3 separate regions of the Zea mays genome follow, and all the other regions are linked to region 1. Evidence: chromatin contacts called from public Hi-C data. All regions are on one chromosome and are shown on one strand. Each heading gives the region's core, a stretch centred on a gene start, on an enhancer-like site or on the middle of the called end of the contact. The rest is flanking DNA. Distances are from core to core; before and after follow the strand shown.

Region 1 (2,870 bases), core at 187-2,686:
TGTCTGTAAAACCAAGAAAGACAAACATGGTAGGTTTTAATCTAGACCAGATCAGCCAAGTAAATTTATAAGCTATCTGAGCAAAAGGAAATCAGGGACTCAGTGTTACTGTTTTCACACTACATGTTCCTAGGGGGAAAATGTGGGGAACAGATCCTTCATGATCATAGAGATTTGCATAAGTCAATGAGATAAAAGTCAATTTTTATAAACATGCGAACTGCAGGAACAATGACCAATACAAAAGATCACATAGAACTGCCGGTACAAAACAAATGAATCCGTATATTAAAGAATTCCGATTCACACTACCTAATCCTCAACTAATTAATGACGAGGAATGAAAACTCACCCAAATGGCCCTGCTTTGCCGCAATATGGAATGCGTCGAAGCTGTTACTGGCCTTGAGTCCAGCTGACTGCACATCAGAAGCCTTCAAAATCTCACACACAACTTCGACATGGCCCTTCTCAGCAGACACATACAAAGCAGTCTCACCGTCCTGATTCTGGCGGGCAGCTAACTCCACCAGCAGCTCTGGATCACACTCCGCAAGGATCCTCTGGACATGTGCAACACTGCCAGCCCTCGCCGCAAGGTGGAGTGCGGTGTCACCCCGCTTCCCCGGGCTGTCCTTGTTCCTTTTGAAGCTCTGCTGCTTCTCCATGGACAAGAACTTGAAGCTTCTCTGCTTCTCTATCCCCCGGAAGCTCTTCAATTTCTCTAGGGCACCATGCCGGGTGCTGGATTGCTTCTCCATGCCCAAGACCAAATGGCTCTTGTTCACCTGATGGTATTGTGCTTGTGCCGAATCCTGAAATTGAGAGGCTTTAATCCAAGATGGGCGTACTTCCGAAAAACCGGCCCCAGTTGATGGAAAAAAAATATCAGCTAATAAGAATGTCTTTACAGAATCTAACAAGCCCTTCTGTATCTCTTGTATCCTCACCAACTGCTGCCGCTTTAGCTTTGCTTTGCTCCGCAAGAACACTACTTTGGCTGCTTCACACACAGACTAGGGTTCGTTCCCAAATTTGTCCATACAAACAGGGAGAAGAAATCTGGCAGATTTTTAGAACCGAGATGTCACCTCAAACTGCAAAAAGAATCAAACAAATTAGCATGCACATAAATTTCAAGGAGAACTAAAAAAAACGTCTCATCCCCTAACAAGTAGGTAAGATAGTTCCTCACCACGAGAAAACAAGCAACAAATTTTGAGGCCAAATCAAGAACACGCAGGGAGCAAGAGGGCGAGTGAAGCGCAAGGATCAGTAGTACTTGTCTTAGAGCTCCAAAAATCCCATCATTCTAGCATCAGCGAAGGGTGGAAAGGGCAAGGTGGGAGGCTGGGAGGGAGCTAGTGGGTATCTTGGAAGTTGGGCGCCTCCAAAGTTTTTCCACCGGCGGTCCCTCTCCCCGACCTGGAAGCTCACTTATTATTAGGTTCGTTCGAGTGATCCACCTCCCCTGCTTATCAACGAGGACGACGACTGCTGAAGGATGTGTGAGCAGAGCACGCGGGTGGTCTCCGGCTCCTGATTTTTCTATTTTTCACCCGTGGGGGAATAATTGTGTGACTTTGCTGCCTTCTTTCTTGCGTTAAAGAAAGATAAAACTTTTTCCCGGCCATATAGTAACCGTTTCCTCCACGTATACCGTGCTGTTAAGCGTCACACCACGTAGCGTGTATATGCTCCTGAAACGCGACAAATAAAAAAACGGACGGAGTAACTACCCCGTTCGACAATTTTTTTTGTCTCCTGGTCCGTATTTAGTACTAACTGTTCTCAAATATTTATCTCCCGCAAGTTTATATTTAAACTAAAACATAATAAATAAAAAAGAACGGACGTAATAACTTATAAGAAATAGGGTGTCGTTTGGTTCACATATTAATACGTGATGGATAACCTATAACGTTAAATCATGTTTGTTTAAGTCTAACCGTAATCGATATCATATTATAAATGAATATTGTCTTATTCAAATTTATTACCGCCGGTATTTGAGTGTAAATTATTACCATTTATGTTACATTTTCGTGAACCAAACGGCACCTATGATGATGATGCATCGTCGACCGATGCTAATCCAATACGTGCATTATGTGGTAGAATCTATATAAGAGCTAACTGTATCTGTAAGATATGATTCTAAGCAAATAGATCCAATCTATGAATTTGGTGCCTCATATATTTATAGCAAAGTTAACAGGTGACATATCGATCATGTGAACCTGCACGTTGGAGCATATTTGTCTATGCTTGTCAATATCACTAATGTTTGGACGGAGTGACCTAAAATATTGTTATTTTGTAGTCGCGATGGATTTTATTTATTTGTTTATTTATTTATTTATAGAATTATATCCGTCTGGTGGTGACATAACATGCATGAGGAACCAGTCGCTCATGCAAGTGGTTTTCCCCCCCTTTTTGTCTTTTGAGGAGGAGAGATGAAGACGGCTGGCGGGCCCGTATGGCTCTCAGCGTCACTGGTGTGAGCAAGCAAAAGCAAAAGAACCCCACACGTTAAATTTCTGACGCCGATGTTTGGGCTTTGGCCCCGGCATATGGAGGGCCCACGCATATGGGGAGCTACCACTGCCACTACCCGCAGCACGACTAACTGTAGACCGCACGGCCGCACCCAGTCCAAGTCCGTTTGGTACTCTGGTGGTGGTCTGGTCCCAGTCCCACTGGATGCATGAGCAAGTGCAGCAGGAGATCGGCAGGCAACGATGGTGGTGCACACTGCTTTGGCTTTGGCAGCCCCCATGCATACAGTGTCACAGCACTGCATCAGTGGTAGTGGTAGTAGCTAGTAGTAGTAAGTAAGTAGATCAGGTTGAGCTTAAAAGCTGCTT
Region 2 (2,870 bases), core at 189-2,688, 430 kb after region 1:
TCTCAACATTGTAGATTGGCAATGATGCTTCTCAATTTGTTGGTCCACTTGTATTGAACCTGTTGATAAAGGTATGTTTCTCATTCCATGACTTCCCCCATCGTTAACATGACTATTGAAGTGCATTGATCCTAGAACATACTGTGCGATTATGCGTATCTTAGAGCACCTTTATTATGTTCTTTGCACCAATATACTTTGTTTTTTTTCCTTATCCGGTCTTTGAAAAAAGGTGATCCATCTTGGAGCATTACATCTATGCTTTCTTGATCTTTGCAGAGGTTGGTTGTTTATCATATCACCTTTGTTACATAGGCTATGTACCCGAACTTAAAGTTAGTACAACTAAGTAGCTAACTACGGCCATAGAAGGAACTATTATCATGCATGGTAATTGTGAGAATTCCATCACCGGGTGTTTTATTATTTTCATGTGATTTCAGGTTATGGACAACTATGGTAAGGGTAGATCTTCAGTCATGAAAACTACCAGGCTGTTGCTTGATAAAGATGGCTGGAGGGGCTTTTATAGAGGTTTTGGACCAAGTTTTCTTAACATGTCTGTTTCTCGTCTAACAAAATAATAATAAGATGGGAGTCTGATATAAAACTAGGATGTGAAAAATTTATATCTATAATAATGTATGCTATTCGTTTTTTGTGCAGTTATTGTACATTACCATTTTATCGAATTTGTGTGTCATTGCAACAGACAGTCATTGTACTATATTTTATTTAGGTATGTAACTAACAAAAGTATAGAATAACAATAATTGTTTTACATATCAATGTATTTTATCATAGTGCTTCTACGTCTCATTGCATCTTACCAGTACATGTTGACTCCGTAGCAATGCATGGGCATACACCTAGTATACCTAGAAAAACCAAGACCACCTTACAATTTGAAAAGTGGGAGCAATTCCTAGAAGTGCGAAAAGGGGGAGTAGTTTCTAAAAGGCATCGGGATGAAAAGCTAACAAAGTTAGAATTGTTCTACCGTAATAGTTAATCAAACAGATTCATAACTACATGGGAGATCAAACGAAGATGAACTTTACATAAAAAATATAAAAAATGTATGGCTCATTAAGATTTATAACTTGCAGTTGTCATTTTTTATCAAATTATTTATTATCTTTTATGAAGTACTCAAATTTTAAAATATAAAGTTTAGAGCTTTTGAACGACCTCAAATGTTATGTAATTATGTTATCGCGTTGAAATAAATGTTTGTGCAACCAAAATTGTTTCTTTTTAATAAAAGACAAAATTATCCGAACTGAAACCTTCGGGTGCTGACCCAAAGGAAACGGAGAGTAACATCGGCCCGGGTTCAATTCCCAGGTCAACCGGCGCAGGCGTCGTCGTGGACCCATCGGACCGGCGTCGAAGTCCATTATCTCCGGCCTCCGCAGACGGCAGAACTGAACCGAACCGCACCGTCGAATTCCCCGTCCGACCCCACTGGTCCCGGCCTCTGCAGGGTGGCCCACCCATGACCCATCCCGCGACCGCGACCCGACCGCTCCCACCTTCCCCGCCTCGTCGTCCCCCTGCATAACCACCACCCCACCAGGCCACCATTCCTTCCTCCCCTGGTCGCCCCCGCCTCCATGGCCCTCGCGTGCGCGCCCATACCGCTCCCGAGTCCCTAGGACGCGGCACGCACCCTTCTCGCGGGCGCGGGCGCGGGCGCGGGGCGCGGGAGCAGGCATGGCGTCGCAGGTCGCTGGGTCAACCCCGGCGGTGGCGGCGCTTGGGTTCCTTCTCCCGACCTTCTGGGAGATCGAGGTCACGTGCGCCGCCGCGATGATCCTCGTGGCGCTTTACGTTGCCTACGAGCTCCTCAACCCGCGCTCCTCGCAGGCGGCAGCGGCGGGCGACGCCGACGAGCTCCTCGTGCGGGGGCTGGACGGCGCCGACAAGGTAACGTCTTGGGTTTCGGAGAATTTGGGTCATATGGTGCTGGTCATCACGGATGCTGATGCCTTGATCTCCCGTTTGATGGATGCGCTTGGATTGGATTGGGGCAGTTCAAGGGGGGTGTGAGCGGCCCCTCTGCCTATGTAGTGAAGGTGATCAGTGATCAGATTTTGGCCTCTATTCTTTTTTCCACGTCTTGCTGCCGGCAGTTGTTCTGGATGGTTTATGACTTTGATTGGATGTGTCTGTTCAGCTCGAATTGTTGGCTGCAAAAAATTTGATGGCGGCGAACTTAAATGGGACATCTGACCCATATGCATTGATCACTTGTGGTGCAGAGAAGCGTTTCAGGTAACCATATTGATTCAATACTTTGAACCCATTATCTGGATGATTTCAGTTATTTTATTAACTGTATATAGCTTTTGAAGGAGTTCCGTTTCCAGCTTATTTATCAATCTGAGAATTTTTGGACACTGTCATTTGCTTAGCCGCCATGTTCAATCTTCCCTTTGAGGAGACATACACCCAGAGAGCAAGTTGGTTGTGTTTAGGGCGAAACTATTAACTGGATGGGGTGTTCTTTTTTATTGCACTGAAGTCAGATCCTTTGCAAAGTGTTCCAAATTATAAGGCATTTTCACTTTTGTTGATACATTGTTTTTAATATGTATCTAGGCATAGTGTATATCTAAGTGCGTAAAAATGTTACGTATCTAGAAAAAACCAAATATCTTATAATTTGAATGGAGGGGGTACTTGATAGTGTAACAACAACAACAAAGTCTTATAGTCTCAAGCAAGTTAGGGTAGACTAGAGTCGAAACCCTACAGAAGCCACAAATCAAGGTTCAGGCACGTGGATAGCTGTTTTTTATTTGCTCATATTCAAGGCTAGAGTACTTGATAATGCATACATGTTAAATAAGGTAGGTTCAAGGGAA
Region 3 (2,870 bases), core at 238-2,737, 270 kb after region 1:
AACAATGTCTCGATCATCTCTTCGTTCACTCTATTCGCGTGTGCAAACAGTTGAAGCACGTTAAGTTATCATGGCAGTGAAGTGGCTCTAGCCGAGTGCAAGCAATGCAATACGCAAGGACGGACATGGCCTCACCGGAAGGAGCTCGCCTTCAGCTGATCCCACACCGTCGGTCGCCCAGAGCTCGCGCGCACCTTGTCCCAGTGCAACGGCTTCAGCTTCGGCAGAGCAGCCGCGTCGGCGTCCGCTTGTTTCTCTGACGGGGCGCGCTCTGGAGACTCTTCCGGGTGAACTGCGTTCGCCGAGGCCCTGATCACCGTGGTCGTTGGGCGCTCAGAGTGCCGCCGGGGCAACCAGCCGCTGCCGTTGCCGGCTCGCGGCAGAGGCGGCGGCGCCGGAGGAGCTGCTGCTGCTGTGGCGCCGCCCTTGCCTTTCACCGGCGGCATTGGAGGCGGCGGTGGTGGAGGAGGCGGCGGCGGAGGAGGACCCTCAGATGCTCGCTTACCTCCTGTTCCGGCGTCAAGAACGAATTTTGAGCACGACGGCGTCGGCAAGTTCATCCGCGTCTGCTGGAACTGCCGTGGCAAAGGCGGCATCGGCCTGAGCTCCGGCGAGCTGGTGCTGGAGACGGTGGCCGTCGAGCCCCGCCCACGCTGGTCGCCACCATCGTAGACCACGGGGTTGGCCTGTGCAAGCGAGGAGGGCTTTGTGTGTACTGCAGGTTCCGCCTTGGGAGGGTGACGACGTTGGCGGCGGGCGAGGATGTAGACGAGCGCGGCGGTGAGCACGGCCGCAGCAACGGCGACGACCAGGACGAGGACGGTGAGGAGGCGGTGGGAGGAGAGGAAGGACCGGAGCGGCGCGGCGCGGGAGACGGGCAGCGCGGCCAAGGACGAAATGTTGGCCGGCGCCGTGGGGTGCGGCGACGAGGAGGACGATGACGCGTCAGCCGCACCGGTGTCCGCCGGGGCGGAGGCCGAGCCAACCTCCGGCGTCGGTGGCGCCGCGGCGCCTGGCAAGAACGGGAAAAACGGCGCGGGCGGTGGCGGCGGCAGCGCGGGCGTGCTCTCCAGAGGGAACAGCGGCTCGTGCAGCGACCTTCTGCCCCGGTAATGGCGGTGGTGGTCGGCTGAGTACGTGGCGGGGAGGAGGAGGAGGAGGTGCACGAGGAGCACCTGCGCAAGCATTGCGGCTGCCGAGCCCGGGAACGGCAACGATGTCCCCAGAGTCCCAGACCGCACGAGGTAGCTGAGGACTACAGAGACAAAAGTGAGCAAGCTTGCGAGGTGGAGAGGGGAAAGGAGTGTTGAACGCGCTTGTGAACGCTGAAGCGATTGAACTGGACAGGTCACAGACTCACAGCTGTGACTGCGGCTGCAGGGAAAGGAGGAGAGAGGCGGGGCATGCCTGCCATGGAGGGGTGTACTGTACGGCTGCTTTGGATTCTTGCCTCTCCTTTTTTCCCCTGTGACATGGAAGGAAGAAATGATGGGCTGCGCACTGCACTGCAATGGCTTTGGCCTGTCTTGGTTCGGCGCTCCTCGACTGACCTCCCTCGGCCCCTCGTCTTTCGAGCTGGCTCCCATGGAGGTCGAGGCCTCGATGGTGGCCAACCAGTGGCGGACGCATAACGAAAATTTATGGGAGACCAAAAAACCACATGACAAATCAAGCAACGGATTTTAAAACTAGTGTTGCATTGAATTCAAGTTTTATATCAATACATGATATAAATTCAAAAAAAAATAAATAAACAAAAGAAGTAAACATACTGTTAAGTTCTTACTGGCCTAATAAAAAAATGGGTGTACCTTGTCGAATATTGATCTTTTCGATGGGCAAGTGTGCCGAGAAAGGGGTGGGTCAAGGAACATCTCTAGTTGAGAGATAGGGCTCGTTGGTTCGACAAGCTCGCTGACCTCCAAGGACGGGTCACATCATCGCGACGAACGAGATCAGACATGTTGAGCTAGCTAGCATCATGAGGATGACGAGCGAGGCAGGGGCACCGGCAAGGGTTGGGGTTGTGCAGTGTCGCGACATAAGGAATGAGACATCGAAGCGGATTGCATCAGGCGGTGTCGATAAGAATGGGACTGGGCCATAGTCAAAATGTTTCTGGATCGATTGGATTGAGGAGAGGGGTCATGGGTTGTTGGTCGACACTTTAAAAAGGGAATTATACATCTATGGGACGAGAATATTATGAATTTGATATGTTGAGTCTAATGGGCCGATGATCTCAGGTTGATTCTATGGGTCAAGGATCGTGTTCTAAAATTTCAATAACAACCTAACACCAGTCTAATATCATCTCATTATAAAATTGAAACTTTAGGCCATCTCTATCAGATTCCCTATCTTATCCTCTATTTTAAGCCCTACTTTACAAACAGTATCATCTACAGTTATGTAAACAGAAAACTTCAACGGACCTAAATTTTTAATTTTTCTCTATACTAACACTAAATGAATAGTAGATATATAAGAGAGAAAATTGAGGGGTAGACATGGCCCACTTTGCCCCCCCCCCCCCCCCTCTCGGTCCACCCCTGTGGATAAGGTCTTGTTTGATTGTACTTGCTGAATGGTAACCACCTCTAGTATATATTTAATTATCTCTATATCACTGTATCGATATACGTATATATAGAGATATCACCTTATATTATCATTAATTGTCAAAACATCACTAGGGGGTCTAGATGATTCACACACGCGTCGATCACGTCGGGTTGCGCCGGCTGCGAGCCACGGAGGCCGCACCACGAGGGGGGGGGAGACGCGGGCAGGCCGATTCCGCCAAGGAAGAGGGAGAAGGAGGAGGGGAAGGCTCACCTCAGCGGTCACGCGGGCGTACGGCGAGGCAG

Evidence for each region. Hi-C and Micro-C count contacts between places; a contact is called where the count stands out from the background.
Region 2: a Hi-C map of bundle sheath shows a contact between it and region 1, with 4 times the contacts expected there. The contact joins the promoter of LOC100273569 here to the promoter of LOC100381797 in region 1. A contact is called at or near these places in 10 of 25 Hi-C or Micro-C datasets (bundle sheath, ear, endosperm and 4 more).
Region 3: a contact with region 1 is called in a Hi-C map of tassel, with 2.6 times the contacts expected there. The contact joins the promoter of LOC100279401 here to the promoter of LOC100381797 in region 1. A contact is called at or near these places in 2 of 25 Hi-C or Micro-C datasets (ear and tassel).

The regions. Positions count from the first base shown.
Region 1 is chr7:145,929,460-145,932,329 of Zm-B73-REFERENCE-NAM-5.0, forward strand. LOC100381797 reads right to left here and starts at 1,437. Exons shown (of 5, transcript NM_001361315.1): 1 at 1,196-1,437; 2 at 951-1,097; 3 at 353-829. The coding sequence starts at 761.
Region 2 is chr7:146,356,119-146,358,988 of Zm-B73-REFERENCE-NAM-5.0, forward strand. LOC100273569 reads left to right here and starts at 1,439. Exons shown (of 18, transcript NM_001147987.1): 1 at 1,439-1,929; 2 at 2,037-2,078; 3 at 2,180-2,277. The coding sequence starts at 1,717.
Region 3 is chr7:146,194,731-146,197,600 of Zm-B73-REFERENCE-NAM-5.0, forward strand. It overlaps LOC100279401, which reads right to left and starts at 1,488. Exons shown (of 4, transcript NM_001152413.2): 1 at 136-1,488; 2 at 1-30. The coding sequence starts at 1,187.